Linked DNA regions of Mus musculus: regions 1, 2, 4 and 5 are each linked to region 3. Evidence: chromatin contacts called from public Hi-C and HiChIP or PLAC-seq data. All regions are on one chromosome and are shown on one strand. Each heading gives the region's core, a stretch centred on a gene start, on an enhancer-like site or on the middle of the called end of the contact. The rest is flanking DNA. Distances are from core to core; before and after follow the strand shown. Region 1 overlaps 1700021L23Rik (RIKEN cDNA 1700021L23 gene). Region 2 has its middle 44 kb from the start of Gm52719. Region 3 has its middle 40 kb from the start of Rragc. Region 4 has its middle 7.7 kb from the start of Gm31830. Region 5 has its middle 44 kb from the start of Gm40242.

Evidence for each region. A called contact is a pair of places that touch in the nucleus more often than the background predicts. HiChIP or PLAC-seq counts read pairs in DNA pulled down with a chosen protein or histone mark.
Region 1: an H3K4me3 HiChIP or PLAC-seq map of embryonic basal ganglia shows a contact between it and region 3, with 3 times the contacts expected there. The contact joins two enhancer-like sites. A contact is called at or near these places in 7 of 484 Hi-C or Micro-C datasets (the G1E-ER4 cell line, cortical neurons, embryonic stem cells and 3 more), 6 of 115 datasets of contacts at active chromatin or transcription factors (embryonic basal ganglia, embryonic hindbrain, embryonic midbrain and 1 more) and 1 of 9 other capture datasets (embryonic stem cells).
Region 2: an H3K27ac HiChIP or PLAC-seq map of differentiating embryonic stem cells shows a contact between it and region 3, with 4 times the contacts expected there. The contact joins two enhancer-like sites. A contact is called at or near these places in 1 of 39 promoter capture datasets (hippocampal neurons), 2 of 15 datasets of contacts at CTCF or cohesin (the NIH/3T3 cell line and stem cell-derived epiblast-like cells), 9 of 484 Hi-C or Micro-C datasets (cerebral cortex, cortical neurons, embryonic stem cells and 2 more), 9 of 115 datasets of contacts at active chromatin or transcription factors (differentiating embryonic stem cells, embryonic basal ganglia, embryonic forebrain and 4 more) and 3 of 9 other capture datasets (embryonic stem cells, embryonic tail and embryonic trunk).
Region 4: a contact with region 3 is called in an H3K4me3 HiChIP or PLAC-seq map of forebrain, with 14 times the contacts expected there. The contact joins two enhancer-like sites. A contact is called at or near these places in 1 of 15 datasets of contacts at CTCF or cohesin (the NIH/3T3 cell line), 3 of 484 Hi-C or Micro-C datasets (the STO cell line, nephron progenitors and neural progenitor cells), 8 of 115 datasets of contacts at active chromatin or transcription factors (bone marrow-derived macrophages, embryonic basal ganglia, embryonic forebrain and 4 more) and 1 of 9 other capture datasets (embryonic stem cells).
Region 5: a contact with region 3 is called in a Hi-C map of cerebral cortex, with 4 times the contacts expected there. The contact joins two enhancer-like sites. A contact is called at or near these places in 1 of 39 promoter capture datasets (hippocampal neurons), 3 of 15 datasets of contacts at CTCF or cohesin (the NIH/3T3 cell line, embryonic stem cells and stem cell-derived epiblast-like cells), 27 of 484 Hi-C or Micro-C datasets (the AML12 cell line, cardiomyocytes, cerebral cortex and 13 more), 15 of 115 datasets of contacts at active chromatin or transcription factors (astrocytes, craniofacial prominence, embryonic basal ganglia and 9 more) and 1 of 9 other capture datasets (embryonic stem cells).

What each region holds. Positions count from the first base shown.
Region 1 is chr4:124,309,431-124,312,248 of GRCm38.p6, forward strand. The region is part of intron 4 of 1700021L23Rik (RIKEN cDNA 1700021L23 gene); the gene reads right to left. Among named protein-coding and RNA genes, the nearest start is that of Gm12916, 11 kb to the left of the region's middle. Within about 2 kb of position 1,386, at least 8 of the 459 cell types and tissues checked have an H3K27ac peak or open chromatin away from gene starts, as enhancers often do.
Region 2 is chr4:124,395,464-124,398,248 of GRCm38.p6, forward strand. No RefSeq gene overlaps it. Among named protein-coding and RNA genes, the nearest start is that of Gm52719, 44 kb to the left of the region's middle. Within about 2 kb of position 1,293, at least 9 of the 459 cell types and tissues checked have an H3K27ac peak or open chromatin away from gene starts, as enhancers often do. A contact at or near this core is called in differentiating embryonic stem cells, where this site is marked.
Region 3 is chr4:123,956,048-123,958,747 of GRCm38.p6, forward strand. No RefSeq gene overlaps it. Among named protein-coding and RNA genes, the nearest start is that of Rragc, 40 kb to the left of the region's middle. Within about 2 kb of position 1,339, at least 19 of the 459 cell types and tissues checked have an H3K27ac peak or open chromatin away from gene starts, as enhancers often do. A contact at or near this core is called in cerebral cortex and differentiating embryonic stem cells, where this site is marked.
Region 4 is chr4:124,441,907-124,444,916 of GRCm38.p6, forward strand. No RefSeq gene overlaps it. Among named protein-coding and RNA genes, the nearest start is that of Gm31830, 7.7 kb to the right of the region's middle. Within about 2 kb of position 1,620, at least 19 of the 459 cell types and tissues checked have an H3K27ac peak or open chromatin away from gene starts, as enhancers often do.
Region 5 is chr4:124,227,375-124,230,123 of GRCm38.p6, forward strand. No RefSeq gene overlaps it. Among named protein-coding and RNA genes, the nearest start is that of Gm40242, 44 kb to the right of the region's middle. Within about 2 kb of position 1,362, at least 12 of the 459 cell types and tissues checked have an H3K27ac peak or open chromatin away from gene starts, as enhancers often do. A contact at or near this core is called in cerebral cortex, where this site is marked.

The DNA of each region.
Region 1 (2,818 bases), core at 136-2,635, 350 kb after region 3:
ATCTGAGCTGTTCAGGGCACCCAAAGGGACCAAAGGGGGAGAAGAGGAGTGAGGGGCTAGGAAACCAGGCAAAGGGAAGAGAGGGGAAGAGGAAGGAAAGAGGAAGAGGAAAGCAGGGGAAAGAAGTCCCGAGGAACACTGAAACCTGGGAACAGATGGGGCCCCGTGGTGTTACACTATGACAGACCTGGTAAAGCCGTCTTATGAAATGCTCTGGCTTTGGGAGCTAGGAAGAAGGCACAAACAGTAAAGTGTTTGCTTTGTTAATGTAGGGATGACCCCATGTAATTCTATCCTCAGGAACTACATTTAAAAAAATACAGGCATTGAGGTACACATTTGTGATCCTGGTGATTGGGGGGTGGAGGCAGTCATCCCGGGGGCTCACTCATCAGCCATCCTAGCCTACTTGGTGGGTTCTAGACCCGCGAGAGATCCTAACTCCAAAATTAATAAAGGTGGATAGACCCACAGAATGATACCTGATGTCGGCTCCTTGACTCTAATATGCACTAGTCCTCCCTGGGATGCACATACACTCCAAATATTCTCTGTTTCATCCTTCAACGAAACGTCCTGCTTCACAATACGACTCTGCTCGGTCCCAACCCACTCTCTGAACTCCTTCCCTGTACTGCCTGGCTCCTTCAGCCTCTGGAAGGGGCCTACTCAGAGTCCTCTCAGGCCTACTGAGAATCCTAGTTATGTCACTCAGCTCAGCCCACTGCGCCGAGTTTGGAGAAAAAGGGAAGGAGTGAGGGAGAGGCCAAAGAAGAGGGTCCCTTTATCAGAACCCAAGGGACTGGAGTCCCAGCCTGATCTAGTTTATTCTGCCCCAAGAGTCAGAAGCATAGCCCTATCCCTAATGTTCTGAACGTTAGAACAACCTCTGCTCAGACTCTCATGCCCCGTTCCAAGTAGCAAGGAATGGTTCACAATGCTCTGGAACAGCCTGTGGTGTCTACAGCTTAGAGGTGAGTGGTTCTGGCTGTGACGAGGGTCCGGGCCCTCAGGCAGGTTCTGTGTCTTCTCAGCTGGCCAGCACTGCCCTCCTTGTTTTCCTGCAACTCTTGGGCCTCCATCTCCTCAGGAAGCTCCAGGCAAGAGCAGATAAAGTCAAAGATGTCAGGAGGGCTTGTACAGTGATTCAGACCCTGGTTGCAGGAAGGAGGAGCTCAGGGGAAATTCCTTTATCTGTGTTTCTGGCTCAGCGGTGGCAGTAGGCAGGGATGAGGGGACATGGATTGCTTGTCTTCCCATGTAGGGACAGGTCCTTCAGGGAGCTCCGGCTGCTTCCAGCTTGGCCGTGCTGGGTGGGGCCCGAGGGGGCCGTCGTGGCAGCTGTGGGCTGCACCGAGGCCTGTCAAGGAGGAATGATTAATGAACAGCCACACAGCTGAGGCTAACCTTTGGAGAGCCGAGCAGGGCATCTGCAGAACTGTCAGGTTCTGACAAGGACAGAGCTGAACAACCAATTATGCCGCCATCACTAAGGTGGGCTGTCACTTTAATCCCAGCCATTCACTTAGGCAAGGACAGGGAAATTTCTCCTCTGCCGAGGGAGGCAAGCGCCTTGGCCACCTTAACCGTTTCAGGACAGGACAGAGACTCGTGTTGGGAACTAACAAGGTTGCCTACTTCTAGGCTCCCCCTGGTTCACATTCTCTCTTTCTTACTGGCCAGAGGGGATAGGATGCCAGAGAGTTGCCTTCTGTCTCTCTCCTTCCTCTCTCTCTGCCTTCCACTGAGCCAGCTCCTTACCCAGCACTTCGGTGCCTCTCATCCCAGATGTTCATTCAACCATTCACTCGATGAGCAATTACCTAGCAATCCTTTGGTGTGGAGTGGGCATTCTGCTACCTACAGGTCCAAGTAATTAAGAATAAAAGAGTCCTTACCCTTTAGAAGCTTGCTGTCTCAGAGCAGTGGCAGAGAAGTAAGTCTGCATAGAATACAGGATTGCTGATCTAAACAGCAATGGGATGCCACAGTAAGCGAGAGGCAGCAGGGAACACTCCAGCTGCGGGGTCTGGGTAATCCTAGGCTCCATGTAAATGCTAGGCTGGTTCAGGGATGTCCAGTCTTTTCACATTATGATACGACATTGTCATCTTCAAATGTTCCGTTTGAGGGATGGAGAGATGATCCAGTGCCACACAAGTGAGAGGAACAGAAGTTACATCTTCAGGACCTGTGTAAAGCCAGATCGGGTAACATTCTTGTAATCACTGCGGTCCTACAGCAAGATGGGAGGCAGAAACATGAGAATTTCTGGAAGCTAGAAACCAGTTATCCTTACACACAAGAAAGCCTGTCTTAACTAGGACAGAAGACAAGATGGATGGATGCCTGAGGTCCTCTGAGCTCCACATACACGCCCTGGCCCACACATGCCCACACTCATACCACAAACACACCAGTCTGATCCAGGCAATCTCCCTGAGCAACTCTAGGTTGTGTTGAGTCAGCAATAAAAATTAACCGGGGAAAACACATCACAAGCTAATCGTAGAGAAACATTTTTAAAATGCCTCAATGATAAAAGCCCATCTCGTATTAACAGACCCCCTTTAAGGGTATTCATAATCTTCTATTCAAAAGCTAACAGGAGGGAGTGAAGTTATATCTTTAAAGATCAAAGCAATCAACCCACTTCAACAATTTTGCATTCTATATCCAAGAAAAACAGCTTTCAAATGTAAAGGCAAAGTAAAGATTTTAGTAAACAAAGAAGAAATTTGTTGCCAGTGCAAATACGAGAAATAGCTGTTTAAGGCAAGGGGCAATAAGACCAGGTAAGAATATGGATACACACACA
Region 2 (2,785 bases), core at 43-2,542, 440 kb after region 3:
ACAAATCAATATGCTTTCTAAAATTTAGTCTCAGCTAAACAGCTGTGACAGTTCATAGCAACCTGAACTTACAGTGAACCCACCCTACGTATAAATAAAGCCTTTGATGTCTTCATTAGTTTCTCTCATGCCATTTTTCCACAGTCTATCAGGCTAAGTGCTTTGCAACTTATATATATTTTTGCAGGAGGAGTATTTAACCTTCTGATTAGTCACCGCAAGCAGCACAATGACAGAAACCCTGATTTTGCACACAATGAATTTATTGATAGATTTAGCCCATTAGCTGTATTTACCTGTCAGTTCTATGGACACTAATGAGTTGTTTTTCAAGGACTAATGAGAACTGTAATGGCTAATGGATGTTTACAGCTTCACCGCGCCGCGCCATGTGATGCCGTGAACACCCGCTCCTGTCCCTCCGAGTCTTTAATTGGCACCATCAGAGGACTCTTTAATTACATTTGAGCAGACAATGAAGATCCTGCCCAAATCAGTGGGAGGAAGTGGCAGGATTCCACAGGAGACCGGACACTCAAGATGGGCACCAGCCTGACCCGCCAGCCAGCTCTCTGACTTCCCCGGGACACACTTGAGTGGCAGGAGGTGCTGAAACAATGTCCAAGTCAGATGTGTACCTCCCAATCTGCCTGCCAACTCGTCCTCCAGGCTCTGTAGAGCAAGACTGATGGTCATTGTCCAGACATGGGACACAGACTACACGTGGAGACCACTCCAGGCATTGGAAAAGGGATCAACTTTGGGCCCCTGGGCTTTGTTAAACTTTTTGATCCTCAAGGTCATGTCTTCCTATGTGTTAGGTACAAAAATAGAGCTGTCGTTAATGTCAGTGTCAGCCAGAAGTTGGCATTAGCAAGAGAGTTGGCTCATGATGAACTTACAAAGAAGTTGAGCTGTGCGATACTTTCTCAGTCACTCATGGGTCTGTCCACTCATTCAGCATTTAGTGAGGATCCACTGAGGACAGAAAGAATCCCTCAGACGCTAGAAGTACGGTAGTAGGGAAAGACAACTTATAGGTATAGTTTTAAATCGTGCTATATTGTTTGAAAAAAATGAAAGCACGCGCTTTTCAACTGCCTAAAAGTCAGCTGAACAAATCCTGTTTTGATGCCAAGGCTTCATCCTTGCTGACCTATTAAGTGGTTCTGATCAGAATCTATATGACAGAGGCTGAGGAACACCTCAGTAGGTCTCTCTTCAGTAGAACTCTCTTCAGTAGGTCAAGCAGCCATTGATCGATCAGCTCCGCTGATCAATTGATCTTCCCTGGGAGGGGCTGGTGAAAAGGAGGAGGAGCCTGTGAACAGTGTGGTCATGGGTGTGGTTATGTGGATGGCAATCCTGAAGAAATGCAAACTGGTAGGATGGCAATGGGGAATTGGAGTGTTACTGAGAGAGGACATCTGCTTGTCAACCCAATGGAATTACACAAAGATCGCTGGGCACAGGACACAGCGGCCAACTGGTTGAAACCCAATCTCCCTGTGAGTGAATCTGCTATCAGCCTTGACCTTCCTCGGTACCTCACCCAGCGCCGGGAGGAAAGTCTGCCCTCTCTTGGTGCTTCCTATGAGCTGTGAACATATTCAATCCAGTGAGGATGCTGCTAGTGAAATGAGAACAGCAGTTTCCATAGAGAAGTGGGGGGCGGGAGCCAGATTGCACAAGGATTAAGGAAGGAGTGGGCGGTGAGGAAACGGCAGCGGTGACAAGTGAGTGATGGAGACGGATAGAGCAGTCACTCAAGGGGGTCAGGGGGCCCGAACACATCCAGAAGTTTCTAGAAAGATGTCAGCCAAAAGGGAAAGATGGGAAATGAAAGAAAAGGAGGTGACTGATGGAGTACTGTCCCAGCGGGATCAGGGGTGCAGTGAGAAGAGAATTACAGAGGAAGAGGGTTGGGCCTCAGAACAAGAGAGAGATTCTGCCCTGGCGTTTGTGGCTCGGAACTGGAGGACAGTAAGGCTCTGCCACTCCTTATTTTGTTCTCTGAGAAGACCAAGAGATAACACTTGTCTCCGGTGCCTGGAGGAGAGCAGAGAAGGTCAGAGCAGTCCCACTTGGACTGTCAGAGACGTCACTCAGAACAAAAGGATTTGTGATGTTCCTGGCTGGGGCCTCACAGTAACCACTCAGTCAACACAGTTGGCAGAGCTGTCTGCTCTGCCCAAGAAGAAATAGCCAAGTGAGTTTCCCAGAATCCAAGATGAGCAGGGAGCTGCGGGTCTAGGGCTGAAGCTGCTTAGGGGTTATAAGACATGGACCATGCATGGGGCTTCAAGTTGTCAATCTAGAGATGGGTGAAGGGCTACAAGGAAGCGGGGACAAGACACTGTTGATGAACGCAAGGCCTTTGGGAGGAATGGAACAGAAAGGCTGTTGGGATTTCAAGATCAACTCAGCTCAAGAGCTAACAGCACTGCCCTGCCCCAGAGTTGAGTCTTCCCTTGCCTCATTCCCAAAGGCCATCTTCACCTAAGAGAGCAGATTTTTCTCTTCTCTGTGGCAAACAGGGGTCAGCCTTAATTATGCTACCCCACCAAGCCTCACATCTGCTGCTCTTCAGGTGATCTTAGCCAGAGACCAAAAAAAAAAAACAAAAAAAAAAAACCAAAAACAAAAACAAAAAAACCAGCACAGCTGGTGCTCATTTCTCAAGCCTCTGGCATCTTGGGTAGTGAGATCCTTAGTACCTCAAGGGTCTGGAACACAGTGCAACACCCTGGATCCCACCAACCAGAGGGAAGATCCAAGCTCTCCC
Region 3 (2,700 bases), core at 89-2,588:
AAAGCTCTCTGTATTGGCTTCTCTAGGACACACATTTCCTCAATAGTGTGATGTATGGATTTACTAGTGACCATGAACTGTTTCCTTGGTAATATGGAGGTTCACCACGTGTGACTCTCCAAACCACATGGAGGGCGCATGCTTATAATCATGGCACTTCAAGACTTAGGGGGATTGTGAGTGGATTCCGGGCCAGCCTGGACTGCATCTTCTATCAAGAAGATGTCTCCATCAGGAGACAGGGGTCTTGGCCATTTTGTCATTTGGATCTTACATTCAAAAGCACGTTAGAAGAAGGGTCTGTGTTAACCAGAGACTTGCCATTTTCCATGAAATCATGTCAAAGAAGTCTGGGGAAGAGAAGTTTGCTAACACAAGCAAAGTCATCCGTGTGCCTCTGTGGAGCGTGCCCTAGCCTTAGCACCCACGCCTCTGCAGATGGCTCCGAGCCTGGGGCTGCCTGCTCTGAGTACCTTGTGCTGAATGGGGAGGGGGAAATGAAGCCATCTTTGCTGTTCCTGTCAGCCGGGCTGGCTGGACTACAGTCTTCTGGCCTCTTTCTTTACCCCCTGGCCCTCAGCTTATCTAGCACACCCTGTCACCGGGCAGCCCAGTGGCAGCCGCAGATGCGAATTTGTGCTCCCCGAATGGCTTTCAAGCATTTATTCACTTATTTAAAGCTCACCATTTAAAGAAATGCCTTAGCACAGGTAGGGCAGCCAACACTTACAGAGAGGTCGGTGAAGGTTCCCAGAGTCCTCATGGAACCAAGCCAGAAGGAAAAGACCAAGTAGGGGAAGCCCTTGCTGAGCCTAAGGAGGCGCCGCGGGGAGGCCCGCCTTCCTGGAAAGCCAGGCTTGGAATTGTCTTCAAAAGCTGCAACGCAGCCCCCGGAGTTTGAGCAGGAATAAATCATTAGCATTTTATTTACAGTTCTGGGTTTACAATTCCTAGAAAATGATCCTGCTGTTCAGAGCGGATCTCTGCTTTCCGGGCTTCCACTGCATCTCCTTCCATCTTCCTTGTTTGGGGGACCAGATTGGCTCTTTGCTTGGATAAGAGTGTGGGACAATGGTCTGGAGAAGGAGGGGGCAACGACCGTGAGTCCCGCATTTTCCGACACTCGAATGAAGAGGTTCTATCCAGTTGGTTTACCAGGAAGTGAGGCTTAATCCAGAGAGGGTTGTTGGATGAGATCACACAGATCGAGCTGAATTTTGATCCCTGAGTCCTGCCTTCCAAATGAGCCAAGCGGGCGCAGACCCGGGAGCCTAGGGCTTTGGGCCGGACTCGAGTCCCCGACCCCACCCGCTGCGCCCGCTAGATGGCAGCCTCGGTCTCCGCCCGGGATTAGCCCGGGCGCGGTGACTGCACTAGCCAGTCTGGCTGGAGGCCCTGAGGATGGCTTCGTAGGAGGAGGCATTGGCACCCAAGACCTGGCTTGCAGGATGGCCAATAGAAGGGAGAGGCTGGCAGCTGTCTTGCAGCTAGGATAGATCATCGTCTTGGAGAGCTGTCCTAGGTGATCAGCTTGGGAAGTGACAGACGCAAGGACAGGGAGAGAGGGTGCCTTAGATCCAGGCTGACAGACAGGGGACTCTACTCCAGCAGGCTGACCCACTGCAGTTAGATTTAGTCCCTGTCTATGGTTGACACTTCCCAGTCATCTCAATTGCTTTTAGATTTGAGTGTTCGGTATTTCACATTATCCTGGCCTTCCTCTGAGCCAAAACGATGCCCCTCACAGGATCCACAATGCCCAATCCACAGCTACACCTTTGGATAGACAGAGATTGGAGCATCTCTGAGGCCACTGAGACTTGGGGTCCTGGGCCCAGCTACAACGGAAACAGACTGTGTATGCAGGGAACTCGGTGTTGTAGGAACCATGATCCTCCTAAGGAGGGAGAGAGTGGGACCCAGGGAGTTGGTTCTGTCCCTGGAGTGCATGACTTCATGAGTTCAATTTATTGATCTCGTTCTGTTAGGTTCAAAGTCTTACGGTCTCTGACTTCAAGGGCATTGCTGTTCCAGATCCACCTCCTGGTTGGATAAGATCCAAATAGTTCCCCTGGCTTCCTCTTCAGCCCAGTTCTCTGGCAGGAGGCAACTTTTCCCTTCTAAGAGAAGTAGGACTCAGCCTGGCCCTGGCTTCATCTACCTGCTGTCTTAGGTGGCAACAACAGAATTGTGATTCAGGTCCTGGACTTTGTCCTTGAACCCTGGAAGTGGGGATGTTCAGGTCTAGAGGGAAAAAAAGCTTGCTTTTGCTACAGTGGTTGGAATTTTCCAGAACTCTTGCTACTTCAGAACCTACTGGAAAGACTTTTCCACTTTATTATTTTTTAATTAAAAAATCTGCATTATTATTTATGTTGTGTACACAAGCTCTCGTGGACTCAGGTCGCCTCTCCCACTCACTGGTTTCCCTACTTTAAATCCCAAAGTCCTTCAAGAGTTTACTCACCTGAAGCTTTGATCCCAGGGTGTGTGGACCATTAGGCCTCAGGAGCAGAGTTGGGTGTCTGGGAACATGGGTGTCCTTGGGTAGGGGAGGGTCCCCAGGCCACATTTCCCCCTACAGGTCAAGCTAGAGGAGGCCAGCCGGGAAATGGAACTAGGAATGTCCCCTGATCTTCTCAGTCACCCTAAGGAAAACGGTCTGGCCTGCTGCTCAGCACAGGGAACTGTGGGAATTGC
Region 4 (3,010 bases), core at 370-2,869, 490 kb after region 3:
CTCCCAACCAATGGAAATTCACGGAGCAAATAAAGAGACACAAGACCCCCAAAGAGCTCCCAGGACCCCTGGGGTCAGAAGCCAGGCACTGCATTTATGTGCAAATGGAGCCGGATTAGGGATTAGGGATTATCAGAGCCCCGAATTACGTGCAGCTGTCAGGTCTCTTTGTCCAGAGGGATCAGGGAGATTTCTGGCTCCCCTCCCACCTCTCCTCCGCTGAGCTGTCAGAGGCAGAAGGTAAGAGGGTCTCACACTGCCTGCTGGGGAGCACTGGGGGAGGGCTGGGGAGAGGCAGGCCTTGAATCGATAGGCAGCCCACATGGCCCCTCCCAATGGCGATCAATGCCTCTTCCTGCTGATTCCTGATTCCAGAGCATCCAGTTGTGAGTGTGTGTTTGTGCGCGTGCGTGCGTTCGTGCATGTGTTACAGGATGGGATATGGCCTTAGGACCATGACCCCTAGCTCCAGTTTTTACTCAAGGCATCTGGCCCAAGAAGCCCACTGAAACAGACATGTCAGAATAGCAGTCACCACCAGCCCATTCCCCATACTGACAAACTCTAGCAGTTTTTCTTCCATCTAAAGAGCTGTAGTGAGCCCACCCACAGAAACTTAGTCTAAAAAGCAGGTGGCCCCACTGAAGGCTCCCATTTCTCCGGTCACTGCTCTGTTCTGCTTTGTGATATGGGCCAGAAACTCTGGGGCAAGCTAAAACAGCCTCAAGAACAGTCTCTCTCTCCCTGCCCCCAATTTGTGTCTGTGTCTAGGTGTGTCTGTCTCTTCCTTTCCTAAATACACAAAATGATGTTACAGTAAACACGTGAAAGAGCCCTCGCAGCTAACTACACTCAGTCCATTTTAAAGCCAGGGGGGCTGGAGTATAGAAGGGGTCTGACAGCAACCCTTAAGGTCACTCAACAAAGATGACCACCTGGGGAGGATAGGTCAGGACTGACAGCCTCTCCCCCGGGGCCTCCGGAGCAATGGGGCTCTGCAGCCCTGGCCAACAAAACTGTAACGCTGTGTGTAAGCACAGCGTTACAGTAACCACCAGGTCAGGAGCTGTGTGACCCGTGGCTGCAGCACCCGGAGGTACACACAGCAGCTGCACGGGTGCCCAGGGTCCCTAACCCCTAGCACAGTTCCTTGGCTACTGTCCAGTCTGTAACACAGCTGGAGAGTCAAGGCATAGTTAGCATCCTTATTCAAACAGCAAGAAGACTGGGGGGTGGAACACTGTGGCAAAAGAGACCTTGGGCTGCGTGGAGAGAGACCGCCGGCCGGCCTGCTTCCTGACCCTAGGAGGTAGAGATTAGGGACTCTGATGAGTTTGTCAGGGAAGGGGCCTGTTTACTCAAGTTGCCTAAGTGCAAGCAACACACCACTAAAGCTGAGGCCGGAGAACAAGCTGCACGAAGCATGTTGTGGGCCAAGGTCTAGTAAGAAATATTTCATACACTTCAGACTGTGCATCGGGTCTCTGTCCCAGACTCCTTTTTGGTTTTCTTTATAAATGTAAAAAAAAAAAAAAAAAAAAAGCAGACAGCATGTCGGGCGACGGGTGGGAGGCAGGCTGTGAGCTGGAATTGACCCACGGGCCCCACAGTTTGCTACCCACTGGTCTGACTAGTCCCCTGGGGCTAAGGGAAAAGCTGTTTGGCATCTCTAAAAGAACAGAGAGGCCAGAGAGGAGGGTGGATGCTGCACAGATACTAAGACCAAGCTGGAGCCATAACCCAGAGCAAGGGCAGAGGTGTCAAAAGCAGCAGAATGAGGCTGGGCAGGGCCTAGGTGCAGCTGTGAGGGAGCCAGGCCAGACCCCTACATTCCCCCCTCAGCGAGAATCAATAACGATTTGAATTTCTTTCATCTGAGCAGGGATAGCAACACACGCAAACACAGAGAGGGAAAAGGCATTGATTCCTCCCAGCTGCCGCCAAGCCCTCCTCACCGTTCCGACACCCCCCCAGCCCCCCCCCCCACCATCTGGCCTCCCCTCCCCCAGACCCCTCGCACTCAGCATCCTCTCCCTGTCTGCGCCGCCACTCCTGTATCCACTCTGCAAAACCCTGGGGACACCAGAGGCAGGGAGTCCTGCCAGGGTACTGCAATCCTCCACATACCACATCATCAAGACCCCGCTGAGTTAAGGCCCCCCAGAATGGGACAAGGCTGAGCTCCACTTGGGGGACCTACACCTCCTGAGGATACCTGAGCTTTATCCCTCGTGCCAGGCCCCCACCCACCACCCTGCTGGTTTCAGAAATCCGTGGGGTTTTTTGTTGTTTTTTTTTTTTTTTTTTTTTTTTTTTTTTTTTTTGCGTATTCATGCATCTGAGAGACAAAGCAGGTATGTCAGGATTGGCTTCTCCGCAGAGTGTGATTTTGGATTCCGCCAACATCGGAGTGGTTCCCTGAGGTGTCAGATAATGGATTTCCTGGGGAGAAACAGGAGGCAGATGTGTGGTTAGAAGAATAAGGACTGAGGGGCAGTGCAAGCCAAAAAGGGGTACAAAAGCGAAGAAGGTAAAGAGCGGAAAGAAAAGGTCTCCTTTCTGTGCATCATAAAGGTCATGACCAGCACCCCAGAGCAAAACACCGGATAACAGAGAAAAACACCGGATAACCGAGAAAAGCACCACAAACTTACTTGCTCGCTGGTTTAGGTGACTCGAGCCTTCCCAGTGAAGACCCAAAAGCCCTTGTTTATCTCTAGCATCAAAGAAGAGGGGGTGACCTGTGAGAGGGCTCCCTGAAAACTGTGGGCCAGGACTCTGGGGGAGCTGAGCAGGTCTGCAGAGTCTTCTGCCCCACCCCACCCCCCACTGTAGCATTCTGTTCTCCTAGGTATGAGAGATGCAGAGCTGTTTGGAAATGAGAAAATAAATTTCTTTCTGGATGGCTCTTATATGTAAAGGTGGGTGGGAGGTTAGAAAAGAACATTTTATGCTTGGCTTTAGGGGACAGGATTCTGGTTACACACGCACCCTGAAGAAGAGGAATTAT
Region 5 (2,749 bases), core at 112-2,611, 270 kb after region 3:
GCGGTACGCGTAACACACACAGAGTGTCCATCAAGTGGATAACTGAAGAGAAGAAGAAATTAGCACAAGATGCAACACCCTTCAGCTTGAAAAAAACGGCATTCTGATGCACGAAGACGACTCTGGAAAGCATTTCTCTGCTCGAAGGATCTGTACAGTGCACTGAGAGTCTACTTACAGGGGCTGCGTAGAATGGGAGACTTCAGATAGGAAGTAGAAGGCAGCTCACCAAGAGCTGAGATGAGAGAAGAAATCTTTGTAGAAATTGGTGGTGGTGGTAGTGGTAGTGGTGGTCTTTGAGCAGCTTTGGGAGGATACACTGAATGCCGCTGAATTACACACACAAAAATTCACATTAAAATGATTAGAATGGTAAAATGTATGCATCTTTTATCACAACTGAGGAAACATTTTTTTTCTGCATGTAAGAAATCTTACCTTAGGTCTCATTAATTTAAAATTTTTTATTAAAATAGCTTTATTATATTTTCTCCCTCTTAAAATAACATTTAATTGGATGCTATAGTTAGTAATTATGTGATAACTACCAATGTGTTTCTATTAATGCCACATTAATGTATCGATATAACATAGTTTCCCAATGAAGGAAAAATTAAAAATGTGGATCAACCAAAAACAAAGTTAGAATACTCATTTTCATAGAGATACCACTTGACCGACCTCCGCGCCCATCTTTCCAGGTCACTTCCCACGTTACGTCTTCCCAACCCCCACCCCCACCCCCAGTTTGGTTCATTTTTATACTCTTCTATTATTTCACAGGACCCTGAGTGGTCACTTTCTTCCTGGTGGGTTCTCACCGACTACGTCAGACTTTAGTCTTTCCCATCTAGTGGGGGAAGGGGACACTTTCTAAAACCAACTGAAGTGACAAAACACTGCGAAGAAGCCAAGAAATGTGTGAGCGGAATGCTCAGATTCACGCTGAGACCATTTGGAAGTCGGGCTGGAACGAACAACTTTAAATAATACACTGTGCCCAGAAGTCTCTGAAGACGTGTGGCCAAAGCAGTGATGGCTTAGTCCACACGCAGCACAGAAGAACATGACATTTTTTTAGCTTCTATTAATCTTTTGTTCTAGCCTCTTAGTTGGATTGTAGGGCAAGGACAAGTAGGGGTCGGGGGTAGGATTCCTGATGAGCAAATTGCTTATCTGTGGAAACCAGAGTCTTGTGTCTTCCCAAGCTCCTCTTTTAGCTTCGCCTTTACCTTTTGGGTCCCACAGAGGGGCTCTACATGCGAATGATCCAAGGAATTTCTGTTCTAGGGTGTCCTTTTTCATGATTAAACACCATACGCTCGGCAGGGGGCGCTCTGCGTGTACTTGAGCGGGCTAAGTCGAGGTAGGCGTAGGAGGTTCCCCTTCAGGGAGCTTCGCCCTCTGTGCTCTGTCTGGTTGTGCAGGAGGAGACCAACGTTGCTGGAGCTTTCCGATCTCGCTTGTAGGGTCAGGAGAAGGGCCGAAGGGAGCCGGTTTCTAGGGCCAGGGCTGCTAAGTTGCTGATTTGGCATCACCCAATATTCTCCCGAGGGCCGTCTGTCTCACTTCTCAAATATAGCTTCAATAATGCAGACCTTCTATTTTGATGACTTGAGGTTTTCTTAAGTACATCCAATAATTTCCATTTCCTCTTGGCTCTTTGGCTCTATTCCACGAAGCTTCATCTACCTGTGACCTGGAGCCACGGTGCCTACTCTAACTGGCTTCCTTTTGTATCCAATGCTTCTCCTTAAATATCACCCCGTGTGGTGTGGGCTATGCCAAGGCTGCTCTGCGCTATGGGAGACAACGTTTTGTTTTGTATAATTTCGTCCCCTGGGGAACATTCCAGATGGCCCTCAAGCTCACCCTGATCCTCTCAGTAGTTCCGCTCCATATTTAAAGCTATTATAATGCTTTCTCCAAATAGTTCTTAAAGATCCATTAATCAATTCACTCATTCAACAAATATTTATAAAGCACTTATATTCCAGGGCCCTGTTAAGCATGGGGCGTATTTATGAATGAAAAAGAAAATACTCATCCCTGAGTTCAACTAAAGTGAAGATTAAAATAGGCAGGTTCTCTGCTTTCTATATGTTCTTACTAGCAATGGTTTCTAGACCGTTGAAGGTAGAGGAACAGGGCCTGGGACCAAGGGGGCAGGCGATGGGAACCCCTCTCTATTCATACGAAGCTGTGGTCTTCCTATCTCCAGGCGTGGCTTCTCCCCTCTTGTCAAGTGTGCTTTGCATTCTTTCTGTGCTCCCCCACCCCACCCCAATTCCCCTGACTTCAGTTGCCCCCCGTTTCTGTAAATCCTCAACCTGTTTCTCAGGATGGAATTTTCCCCAAGCTCCAGTGCCCCCAACACCTGTTGGATGCATGCCCACCTGACGACATCCACTTGAGTATGGAAACATTATTCTTCAAAACCTGCTACCTCCGTCAATCTGCTGTCCCAAATGAATACCTGCAGCGCCAGCAGCCATCCCAGTAACTTTCCATTACTGCAGGTGTTCCCCATGCCCCTGTCTCAGAAGTTGACTCTTTTGTGGCAGGGTCTTCCTCTAAGCCAGACTATAATCCACATTCACCATGCAACCAAGGCTAGTGTTGCTCCTATCCTGGGTGCTAGGACTACAGGCGTGTACCGTTTTCTGAAATGTCTGACTGATAGAAGTTGATCCATTTTTTTGAGTGTTTTGCCTCTTCTCTGGGTGTTCATCACTACCTGCTCACCCTT